Linked DNA regions of Oryzias latipes: region 2 is linked to region 1. Evidence: chromatin contacts called from public Hi-C data. All regions are on one chromosome and are shown on one strand. The core of a region is the stretch at or near the end of the contact, and the rest is flanking DNA. Distances in the headings are between cores, read along the strand shown.

Region 1 (6,207 bases), core at 2,481-4,980:
AAAGCCTGAAAGGTTGTGTAAAATTGTGTAACAGTTAGAGGCCTTTTGGAGCTTTTTATTTTTAAAATTATTCTTTAGAATTTCGTCTATTAAATTATGCTCAAAACTTGTTGTGACGATGCTGGATATCCATCTTTTTAGTAGAACTCCAGCTTCTTTTTACTACAGATATATATTTTTTATTAATATATTACAAAATATTTCCACAATGAACCTGAAACTGTCCAAAAATATATTTTGCCATGTTTTTACAAGACAAATAACAAAAATTGAGATCAAACTATTTTTACAAAAAATGGTCAGACTTGTAGAAACAAAATAAAAAATGTACAAGTTCATAACCAAAGCTAAGATAATGTCATAAATAAATAATGTCATAAATAAATAAGAAAAATGTCTAAAAAAATTCAGATGAAGTTTCGAGGAGTTCTTCCAGGGAGAATCTCATTTATGTGTCATAACTCCAGTTATGTTAGTCTTAAACTAAACGTTTCAAAGCTAAAAATCTTTTGAATCCTTCACATTATTTTTTGAATCACAACTTTACTATCGAGGGGGGGGGGGTCATTTCTACATCATTGTAAACAGCTGATGTGACTGGTGAGTTCAGGGACCACTTAGGGTTAAAGTTGGTGGCCTAAATCTGACAGTTTGATAATTAATCATGACTATTTCTCTGTTTTATTAAAGTTTTCTGTTTCATGTCTACTTCTGTTTGAGTTCAAATGTAGAGTTTTTGTGGTTGTTTTAGATACTCAAAGTGAGGTGGATTTTATTTCTTTGATTGGTCTTCGGGGTTTGTGTCTGGGGATTTAGAGTGACACCTTGTGGTTTCCTGCGGAAGTGCATTGAAAACTCAGTTTTGCAGTAAAGCAGCCAAAATAAAATCATAGTGAAATGACAACAAAAGGATAAAAAAAGGTTAGCACAACATGATGGATATGTACTGCTTTTTATATTGCTGAGGGTGAGAAACAGGTTCTCCTTATGTTATGGAAACAAACAAAAAAAAGCATAAAAACTCTCAATTTTCTACTTTTTCTACACACTTTGCTAAATTTGGGAAGTATCATTCTCTGTGACAGGCCTGCTGTCGTGTCCCTGGGGAGTCTGCATCAGCAGCTTGTAAACACACACACTAGAAAAAAAAAAAATTTAAAAAAAGGAGGGGGGGGGGGTTCCTGTGTGAATAACTAAAGCCTTGTTCGTCACTGGGTGTCCCTAAACACCTCTCTCCTGCGTGGTTATGGTCTTTTTGGAATTCTGCGCTCCCACAGCCCTCCCACACCCTACAATTAGTGTCACCCGGGGCAACTGGAGAAAGAATGCTCAACGTTCTTGTTGTCGTGGTAACTACGTAAGTGAGGGGTGGAGGTGCTGGTTGGAGGTATTGGTTGATGACGAGAACAGTAAGACTTTTTGGCAGAGCATTAGTCAAACGGAGGCCGGTCTGAACGAGTGGGCAGATCATTAAGAGAACTTCTATGAAGTTAAAAAGTTGGATGAACAAATTACCCTTTTGATAAGTTTAAATTTACACAACTATATGTAAACAATACAAATGCTGACCATAGGTTAGATGTGCTTTATTTAAGATTACTGTACACAGTTTTTGTTGATTTCTTGACGTATATAACTTTATAATGTTTTTTTTAATTTGCTTTATTTTTTGATGTATTTTTTAAGATGTTTGCTTTTTTTCATATTACAGTAGAAAATAATGCAGTTTTTTTGTTCATTAAAGACCCACCCAGATGAAAATTGGGTTTTTGGCGTTTTTAAAATGTTCTTGTGCGATATAAGTCTTTAGGTCTAATCTTTCATATCTGAGTACTTCTTTATTGAAATCATTGTGAATCTGGATCAGACGGGGGGAAAAGAATAACGTTTTAATTAATTTAACGTTCTGATTCATCTACTTGCAGACAAATAGACCCTTTTTCTTCATCTGAGCTGGAAACTGGCTCAAAACTGTACAGCTGTATAGCTCTGATATTGCTCTGTATTTTTGTTGTACTGCTCATTTTAGGCTGGGGGTGTGAGGGGCTTTAATCTAGTTGGAGTATATGTATGCAGATAGCTCTTAGTTCTGGGTGACAGGAAGAGGGGCGGGGTTCTTCTGCACCAACGGTTCTGTCTATAATTCAAAGGTAAATATCTAATGAACTCATGCCGCTCTGCAGAAACTATGTCCGAGGAAAACAACACATTTTGGCCAAATAAACGGCATAACCATAATTAAAGAGACAACTAGGAACTCTTTTATGATATCTCATTATACGTTTATGGATAGCTCAGTTGTCTGATTGTAGTACTTGCATGCTTACCAGGGTGTGCAGTGAGCTAAAAATCCAGCGTGGGTCCTTAGACAAGACTCTTTGCGCTGCTTTCCTGTCCCTTGAAAATACAAGCTTGAATCAGGAAGGGCATCTGGTGGAAAACCTTTCTGCCAAACTGTGGCGACCCCTGACGAGAAGTGCCAAAAGAGGAACAACTGTTTATAGTAAAACTTTTGGGGGGGAACAAATGGACTATGTTTCAATAAAAATTCTTGCCTTTATTTACCCTTGGAAAAAAAATCTCTAAATTACTTGATGACCCAAATGAATGGCAAGCTACTTTAAAATTAACTTTTAGGGTACTAAGATAATAAAAAAAACTCTGATACGAAACTAAGAATTATTCCGACATTTATAGATGCTGATAAGCCAAAGAAAAATGAATTTTATTTTTTGGGTGGAGATTTAGTTTAGGCCCAAGGTCAGACGGTTTCTTTTTAAAAAAAAACCTGTAAATCTCCAGCTTCACATTGCTTTACTTCTGGCAGTTTTTCCGGGACGATCCCAAACAGGTGGACTTGTACAGACCTCTGCTCACATTAAAAATGAACAATAAGCTTTGTGCCATGAAGTTGGGGGGAATTAAATGGGATTGTACAATTTGTCAAAACTGACCTTTTTGACACCAAAATGCAAACATTTTTTTTAAAAGAAAAGCGCAATGATTTTTTATTAATTTCATATTTTTTTATTTAAAACTTGATATGTATACTTTTAAAAATATTTTATTTTATCTTTTTTTATTTTATATTTTTATTTATTGTTTTATTTTTATTTTATCAATTGTTTTTAAACAGCGGATGGATATGTTCCAGTGATTGTGGTGAGACGTCCGAACTTTCCTGTAAAACACGTCACAGAAACTGTTCGCGGTGAGTAGTAATTTGCCAGTGTTGCCTTTTAGGAACGTCGGAATTTTTAGTTTTAATTTCTGTTATAAAGAAAAATTTACTAGAATTTTTTAAACAAGAATTTCCAATGTTTAGCTGCATAAATTAAAATACTTTTTTTCATCATTTTACTCTTGAAGCGTGTTTTTAATAGGACAAACCTTTTTTATCATAGATATCTACTTTTACATTTTGTTTTATACAATCAGTATTTTGCTGGTTGTAAGTTTTAAGAGTCCCTAAAATCATAGACGCTTAACGTTTTGTAAAACAAACAAAGAAACAAAAAACAAATAGGCGTTAATATAAAAAAGTACTGTACTGTTTGGTAAATTTGTCAGTAAAATATATAAAATTTAGTATTTAATGTGTTTATCTTTCATTTTTTTAACATTTATATGTTTGAATCGCATCGTTTATGTCTTTATTGTTTAAGTGGCGAAACTATTTTACCACCGCGGATGTGCACATACGCTTTGCGTCTGAACCTTGGGCGGTTGACGTCAGGCGCTTTGTTACGGTCTCCCTCTTCCGCCATCGTTCCGTCGAGGTCGGGCTCAGCCGTGTGTCTGTTGAAAATGGCCGCGGATCCACTCTCTGTTTCTTCTAACGCGTCCACAAACAATGAAGGTATTCTTATAGGTGACAAAGTATATTCGGAAGTGTTTCTTACCATCGACAACTCGCTTGTACCGGATGAAAGACTCGCGACGACACCGTCGATGCTCGATGGCCTCGACCTGAGCACGGAGACCGACCTCCGCATCCTTGGATGCGAACTGATTCAGTCAGCGGGTATCCTTCTTCGGTTACCTCAGGTACAGTATTCAGAGTTGTAATTAACACTTTAACAAGCTGTCTGTGAAAGTTTACGTATTTTTAAATTACATTCGATTTGTACCAGTCATTGAGCGGCCTGGTTAGCTGCAGGTGGCTAATGCTAGCTTCTAGACGTCGGCATGGTGGAGTCAAAATGGCTGCACTCCATTGTAAAGACAAGGCCGGCTTATGTAAGAGCTACCAACAAGTAACACCATCAATTTCTTCTGACAGGTGGCCATGGCAACAGGACAAGTACTTTTCCATCGGTTTTTCTATTCCAAATCCTTCGTGAAACACAGTTTCGAGGTACGTAGCGCGCGAGCTGCTACAAGTGACCAACGTTACAGCTACGTTCGCGGTAGCCATATTGTTTCGTCATCCGTAATTACAGGTTTCTGTTTTTCTAAATCAAAGTGTCATTCGATATAGAAAAAAATATGTTCTTGTTGAAAAATCCCGAGTCACATGATAATACTTGAGCCGTTTTGGGTTAATGGAAATAATGTTGCGTAAGCTTTATAAGCCCAGTGTGAATAATAAGGAAATATTTGTCATCAGTTATTTAGTCAGTGTTGTCAGGACCAACTATGATGCTTTGTTATTTTAGCAACAAGCTGATACAAAGAGAACTTGTGCATAGATACGAGTTGAGAAACCTGATCAGCAGACGCGTCATTCTTTTGTAGTCGCCACAACAGTTTCTAAATACATTTCAAATATGTGTTTGTAAAAGGAGCATAGTAACTCATGGGTAGGAGGGTGCTACACTTTAGCCCCAAATGCCCTTGTTTTGCGTCCTTCAATTCTATCAACTCATGTAGGTGTCAGTTGTGACAAGGATTATCTGACATGTTACCAGTGGCTTTTTGTGATCTTTGTTTACCAGAATTTAGGGTCATCCACAGCACTGGGGGGTTCTTGGTATTCCTTTTACTTAATATTAGATAATTTATTATATTAAAATGGGTAGTTTAATTGCTCTTTGAGTGGATCATCAATATGCAAAAGTGCTCAATAACAGACTAATCCATTTTTAGTTAGCTAGGTTGTATACATGCTATGTTGGTGTTTATGTCCTTTTTTTCAAACTCTTTGGGTTTCTTTTTCTTTCTGTTTTTAGATTGTTGCTATGGCTTCCATTTACCTCGCCTCAAAGATTGAAGAAGCGCCACGGCGAATACGAGACGTCATCAACGTTTTCCACCACCTGCGACAGCTTAGAGGCAAAAAGTAAGTTGTCTTGTTAAATCTGCACTTCTGTGGTTTCGTGTATTTCACATGTTGCATCACTTGTTAAGTATTTTATTCTGCCGATCTTATTTTTTTCTGTGAAAGTGCTGTTTTGCTTATCCATGCACTCTAAACTTTTCAGTTCCAGCTTCACTGGTAGTTTCCAAACTGTTAAACTTTTGTTTTGGCATATGACTGAAACTCCCAGAAAGAAATTTCTATATTCAATTCAATTTGAAGTTAAAGACGAGGCACATGTGCTTTGTGTGTGCCTGATGTCTTTATGACAGTATTGTAGTTCTTGATATTAACTTAGATTCTTTTTTCCCTTGCAACCAACTAACAGCGACCAGCTACATTTACCAAAGCCTGGGTGATGTGGAATGGTACGTAAGATGAAGCAGTCGGCATGACAACCATGAGACGAGGGGGTCTCTGTCGTCCCCCCAGGCCCAACCCACCCCCTCCTGTGGGAGACTCCCGTGGTCTGAGCCACCGCGGGCACTGGGAACGGGGATGACAGGTTGGCCGAAGGTCCTTGGCCCGTGGGGCGCCTTGAGGACTCCTGTGGTTCTTTCTTAAGCTTTGGGTATCTATCTGTCATTCTGCGGACTGTTGGGTAATGTAGATTTCTTCTGACTGCTCCTCACCATGCATTGTAATCGCGCAGTTTGCACACTAGTCCATTCGCTGGCTGTAGTTCATGGCTTTAAAAAGAAATCTGTCATTGTTGGGTTAATCTCTCATTTATCTAATCCTCATTTATTTTATTGTTCTTTTTTATTTTTTTGAGAATTTAGTTTTTATTGAGGATCAGTGCATGCATGCAGTGTTCAGTTCTTATTTTTTGAAGTCTAATTGTGGCCAAGTTTAAACATACTGTGTGTCACTTTAAGTTTTAGGTTGTTTTTGCCGTCCTTATTTTT
Region 2 (6,207 bases), core at 2,010-4,509, 190 kb before region 1:
CACAGCCTGGCAGAGTGCCTTGACCAGAGTCCTGCAACAGATTTACCTTCAGGGATGTCCTTAATCACATGTCAGTGTTGGGACTATGAAGTAAAAAGGTGAAGTTAGAAAAAAATATGTATTTTTTACAAAGGTAAACTGGAAAATTTCATGCTTTTTCACTGATGAAGGTGTCATGTTTAGTTATGAAAAGGAAAACTCTGGACTTTGTCACAGTAGGAAGTAGATGTGAATTTAAATCTAGTTTGACTCATTCTATGCTGTTAAACTGATTCAACCTCTACAAGTCCAGACAGAAATCTAAGATTTAAGAGAATAGCAAACATAAAAACTTTTACCCAAGTCTCTAATGTGCACATCACAGCAGAGGAGACTGGTGGTTTGTAAAAGGGGTTTTAAAATAAACTTAACGCTGCTATAGCTTATTTAGTGTGAAACATTCACCCCTTCATTGTGTTGTCTCTGCTAAACAGTAGATTCTCTGTAAATATTTGACATGAATTATAAATAAATGCGCTGCAACTGATGGGCTCGTCTGGTTTTTGGCTGCAACACAAGAAACTCTGCAATTTGATTTAAAAAGAAAAAAAAGAAAAAGGCTCTCAGGCTGGTCAAGTACTTTGGATTTTTTTATTTTACAAAACAAGAACAAAAAAGCTGGACCTGGAGAGGCAGCCTCCAGACATTTGATCACACATTTCAGGAAAATGAAATGTATTTTTTGAACCCCCCCCCCCCCACCCCCCAGCCAGGTCCTTCCGTCATCCACGCCTTTGTCCGTTACTTTGAGCCCGTTGAAAGCAGAGCGATGAGACCTGAGGAGGCGCTGATGGACAGAATGTAGTTGCTGGAGAAAGAAGGAGTTAAGGATAAAAGGCAAACGTTCCTAAACTAGACCGGTGCGGCCTCACAAACTGAACATCTGACCTATAAAAGTAGTGCTTTAAACTATGATGGAAGTTAAACAGGTTTTGTTCTAAAAACAGTCTTATGGTATTAAGGACATGCTTATGTCAGTCTGCAACATCTGAAAAAATAAGATAAATGTAAATTCCATTGGCCAAAATAACTAATTTTATTGACTAATGTGAAATGACCTGTAAACACTTAATAAAGCGAGCACCATCAGTGCCATAGTCTCATGAAAACTTGACATATGCAACATCTCTGAAAAGGATACACAGTGGGGTTGAAGCTCTTCAGCAAGAAGAAGGAAGCGATGATGACGAGCACCAAGAAGAGCGTGTTGTTGTAGAAGATGGAGAAGGTGGTAGCCTCGTAGTCCGCTACCTCGTTCTTCTTCCACAGAATCCTGGTCAGAAGACAGGAAAACACAACGGGAATCACTCCCATGAACACAAAACGTACAGATAGAATAAAGCTCATCCGCCATGGCTGTCCTGCATCTGTAGCAACAAAATAACAGCAAACAACTTGAATTCACTCAGAACTTGATTTCAAACAATAACTTCCAATCCAATTCCTGCGTAAAAACAGCATCACTTAGCGTGGTTCACCTTTCGTCTTTCTCTTTGCGAGACATCTTGCGGTTGTCGGCCTCAGACAACTTCCTGGTAACTTCCTTGGAAACAGCATCTTCACGTTTTTGGGCAACCCTAATAAAACAAAAACATTTACAGATGTGGGCTCAGAGGTCCTGCAGAGTACTGTGAAGCAGTCGTTCTGGTTAGAAAAACTAATAAATACATTTGGACCCTCGTTTTTTCCCAGTTTCAACTGAAATATAGCTTTTTCTCTTTACTTTAATAAATGAAGAGCTATTTCATTTCTTCTTTTTTTTAATACTTACTTGTGTTTGAGCACAAACTTGACATTTTTGTAGGCAAAAGCAACCAGGTAAGTGCTGACCAGGGTCATCACAGCGTACAAGACTGCAGACTGGACCAGGTCCATGTGCCAGATCCTCCAGAACAGCCCTGGAAGGAACCACACAACACTTACTATGGGCTTCTTCTGAGAAGATCCAGAGAGCAGATGAAGTCCAAGTGAAACAACTTTTAGTTAACATTAAACATTTTAAATGCAGAAAGAAAAACAATAATTTGTTTTGAAAACTTTTATTCAAATCCTATTTCCTCATATTATTACCACTTTTTTTAAGGTTTTAAAAACTTTCTAAAGATCCTAACATTTTTAGATCAATTCAATGTTAGAATAGAATCTTTAGAAACGCATCTCATTACTTGACGTCCAATTGTCAACATCATTAAAAAAATACAAGATATAGTGAATTAAAATACAAAGATAAAGACAAACTATAAACTTTAAAATTTTAGAGCTTAAAAAGACGTCCATGCCAGCAGCTACCTCCAAGTTTGGGACTGGTAACAGAGAGGGCTGTGCCAGATGTCGGCGAGGTTAGTTATAGGTTAATCAAATGTATATTTGTGTAACAAATAATTGAATGCATTTAAATAAACAAACAGATAGCATGTCAAAGTGCTATTTAATCCCATATTTGTGTAGCAGTTTGCAGTTTTGAATCTTAGTCATTACTTTTCCTTTCCAAAAATAGTCTAAGAGAAACTTGTTGGACGTTTTAGAAATTTTGTATAGACTAAAATAAAAATAAATTAAAAAACGAGCAAACATGCGTGCTTTTTCATAGGCATTTGTGGAGCTGAAAAAAAAGCTGCTTCCATAAATAGTATTTATTAGTTTAACTTGTATAAAAACAGAATAGTTTCTAAGTTAATTCTTGTGAGGGGTAAACTATTTCTGAACTGATCTCTGATGGAAATCTCAGTTAGCTAAAGCTAAAATATTATTAGCATAAGTACTACCACTCCCCCTTTTTAATTCAAATTAACATATATCGTGCAAAAACAAATTCACGACTACATTTCTGGCGTTTTGACGGATCTGTCGACGTTTTCATTTAAATCAAAGTCAATCTTTTCTTGTTATTCAGACCCATCTCAGCAGGCTAGCTAGCTAGCTAGCTAGTTGTACTCACAGATGGGGATGGCGGAGACGATGAGAGCGTTTCCGTAAAACAAAGCGGTGGACTTTGCCGACAGGTTCCTGCTGAAGTCCTGGAGAAGCAGGTCCTCCTCTGACTGCTGCTTGGTGCTGCCTTTCGGGGGCATATCTGCGAGATGTACGGTCTGTGAGCTCCTCGGTTTTGTCTGGACACAAGAGGACTGACACGTCGGAAGAAAGAGGAAAGAGGGACGCGTCAGCACAATCCCGGGACTTCATTCACCACTTCCTCTCAGTGTGGCCGCTGCTGCCCCCTGGAGGACGGAGGACCAAAGCGCTGCACTTCTTGCCTCGTGGCACCGTTTCAGCAAACCTCCCACCCAGACGGGGATAAAAATGCAACAAATAATCACTTGCTTCATCACTGCTTAGGGTAAGCCACACCACACAGTTAAAATTTAAATTTTACCTAAAGTATATATAGGAAAAATTCTGTTGGGTTTCACTGACCCACATTTAATCCCGTTTTGTATGTCTAATAAGAGTGTTTAGTGCTAAAATGGGAAATCTCACCCCCCTGACATTTATCTTCCAGAAAACCTCTTGAGATGTCAGGAATTTTTAGTTTCTTAGAAACCTTCCAGTGCCTCATAAACGTTCAGCAGGCCTGAGGTCAGGTGGAGGAAACAAATGACAGAAGATCATCAATCAAACTTCAAAAAGAGAGTTCAGGTTAACTAGGTGTGTTTGGCCGGGGCACAGAGACAGAATTTAAACTGTTGATCACTGTTAAATACCTGAGTGGAAGTTGCAGATTGATTCAGCAAATTTATTCTTTTCTTACTAGAATTAATAATTTAAATGCATTTAATCTGAAGTGCCTTTCTCATTGCCCAAAGTCACCACAGCAGTCCAATAAAACCACAAAAAGCAGTAAATGTTAAAAACACAATAAAATCAGATCAGCCGGCATGAAAAAAAACAAAGAATCAGTGAGAAAAGTGAGTGTTTAACCTGGATTTGAAATGGGGAGTGTCTATATTGCAGAGGCCATGGAGAGACTGGCCGGGTGGACGGAAAGCAAGGAAGAGGAGGAGCGTAGGGAGCGAGAGGGAATGTAGGTAAAATATGACCAGAGCAACAAAAACGGCGAGCAATGTTGGAGCTATCCAGCCGTACAGTTCTGAGGCATATGTCAGCTCAGACGAGGAAACCAAAGACATACATGGATCTAATCGTCTACAAGTGGATGCTTCAGAATGCAGCGGAGCAGGGAGCTTGTTGTCCGCCCAACGTATTTTCTACGTCACATTTTTTCATCTGCTCCTAATTTACAACTATTTGAATAAAGAAATTCTCAGAAATGCAATTTTAAGCTAAAAATTCTTTTTATATGTCCCCCATCATGAGAAAAATGCGACAAAAACATGTTAAAAAACACCAAAAACACAAATTTTATCAGTGTGGGTCTTCGATCTCAGGTTATAACTGATCGTTGCACTGGACAAGACATTATAAATTACCTGGTAATATCTCACTCAAATGAAATTGTTATTATGAAATATTTTTTATTCAAATCATTTTTAATTGTGAACAAAAAATTCTGATAGAACTGACTGAAACAAAAGTGCAATTAAACAAGTTCTGGCAAATAGAAATTCAGACTTTGTCCACTAGAGGTCAGTATTTGCTGTCTTGTTTGAAGAAAGTCCCCCAGCTCTGAATCACCAGAAATATTTAGTTTGTTTTTAATTAAAGTAAAAAATGTTGCAGCTACAAGAAGTTAGAATCAATTCTTCACTTTTAGTTGTTTATTTCTTTATTTTTTTTACACTATTAAAAGTTCTGGTTCCATAAGCAGCTCATGTGTTAACCCACATGAAAAGCTACATAACTTTCCGGACTGTTGACTCTGTAGGTACAATTTTTAAAAAGGATAGAAAATAAACGTATATTCTATTTTTTGCTATTCTTCCAGACTTTTTTCCTCATAAAATGTGTCACACATCAAGGTGATTAGACCCAGCAGCCACATATGCATGAACGGACAAGTACATTTAAATGTTCTTTTCCTTTCTTCACCTAATCCTTCAAGCCTGTGACACGCCTGCCAGAGGGGATCTACAATGAATACAAAAAAACAAACAAAACAATAAACCTGATGAGAAAAACAAAACAAAAACCAACAACCAGCATTTGTTCTGCTGCTCTAGCTGACCCACTGCTTCACCTCCTGCTGAGCTGGTTTCCTTTTTCCTCTGCAGGAGTAAGCTGCATGCATGCACAGCTGATGGCATGGGTTTTGCGTGCACGTGTGCCACAATGCAAAGCAGAGAGGTGAGTTTGCGTGATGTCCCTGTTTTTTGGGGCAGAGCTTAGGAATTAGCTGTGCACTTCAGGGGTCCATGAGAGAAGCCAAAGAGGAGGGAGCAGAACAACTTTATTCTTGATCACCGCTTACTTCCTCGTGTTTACCTCTTCCCCAGATTTATTTTGTCTGTGAGTGATCTGTCAGACACAACCACACAACAGCACAACATATTCTAACCAGCCCCCCCAAAACATAGAAAACACACACACACACAAACACACACACACACACACACACACACACACACACACACACACACACACAAATAGACAAATCTTCTTCAGGGCAGATAACCCCGCAGTGCTGCTACAGTTTATCTTCTTCTGATTGCACCCTTAGGAGCAGTTACCACAGATCACCTGACAGAGCTGTGAATTCCTTCTGAGTTGCCATTCCTCACCTGCCAGGAATAAGGCTCTGAGAGGCCCAGGCCTCTGTGCTGGATGCTTGCACCTTCAGAAAAAAGCAGTTCATGAACCGGCACACCAGTGGAATAACAACTATAACTTTCAAGTTTTTGTCTATTTAATCGGCTGATTTGGCTTGAACGGCAAACTCCATTACACATACAAAACACTGAGCACAGAAACACTAAGCAGATATGCCTGACTAATCAAATTGAAAGAACCGAAGGATTTTCCACTACTGAGTGCCACTGGTCTACAAAAACAATTTCCGACTGATCTGTGTGGTCAGACAACATCCTCTGCTTCCTGATGGATAAAACACTTTTAAATCCTTCTCTTCAAACATGCGGTCTTAGGGATCTTAAATGAGGATTTCAATAGCTTGAACTCCTTTTCCTTTCAATGTTAGAAAATATTTAGAAATTATTTTTCCTTTGCTAACAGCATCTGTGAATGCGCTGATTTCAAGCAGCACTTGGGTCTTCC

What was found. Hi-C and Micro-C count contacts between places; a contact is called where the count stands out from the background.
Region 2: a Hi-C map of embryo shows a contact between it and region 1, with 3 times the contacts expected there. The contact joins the promoter of ssr3 here to the promoter of ccnl1 in region 1. A contact is called at or near these places in 3 of 5 Hi-C or Micro-C datasets (embryo and fibroblasts).

What each region holds. Positions count from the first base shown.
Region 1 is chr13:24,446,246-24,452,452 of ASM223467v1, reverse strand. It overlaps ccnl1 (cyclin-L1), which reads left to right and starts at 3,730. Exons shown (of 9, transcript XM_020708428.1): 1 at 3,730-4,047; 2 at 5,172-5,281. The coding sequence starts at 3,808.
Region 2 is chr13:24,637,702-24,643,908 of ASM223467v1, reverse strand. It overlaps ssr3 (translocon-associated protein subunit gamma), which reads right to left and starts at 3,259. Exons shown (of 5, transcript XM_023961695.1): 1 at 2,978-3,259; 2 at 1,811-1,937; 3 at 1,518-1,616; 4 at 1,181-1,312; 5 at 617-847. The coding sequence starts at 3,110. The coding sequence ends at 781. It overlaps LOC105355500 (a long non-coding RNA gene), which reads left to right and starts at 3,296. Exons shown (of 3, transcript XR_002291568.1): 1 at 3,296-3,376; 2 at 5,208-5,280; 3 at 5,654-6,207. It overlaps kcnab1 (voltage-gated potassium channel subunit beta-1), which reads left to right. Exons shown (of 14, transcript XM_011482856.3): 14 at 1-526.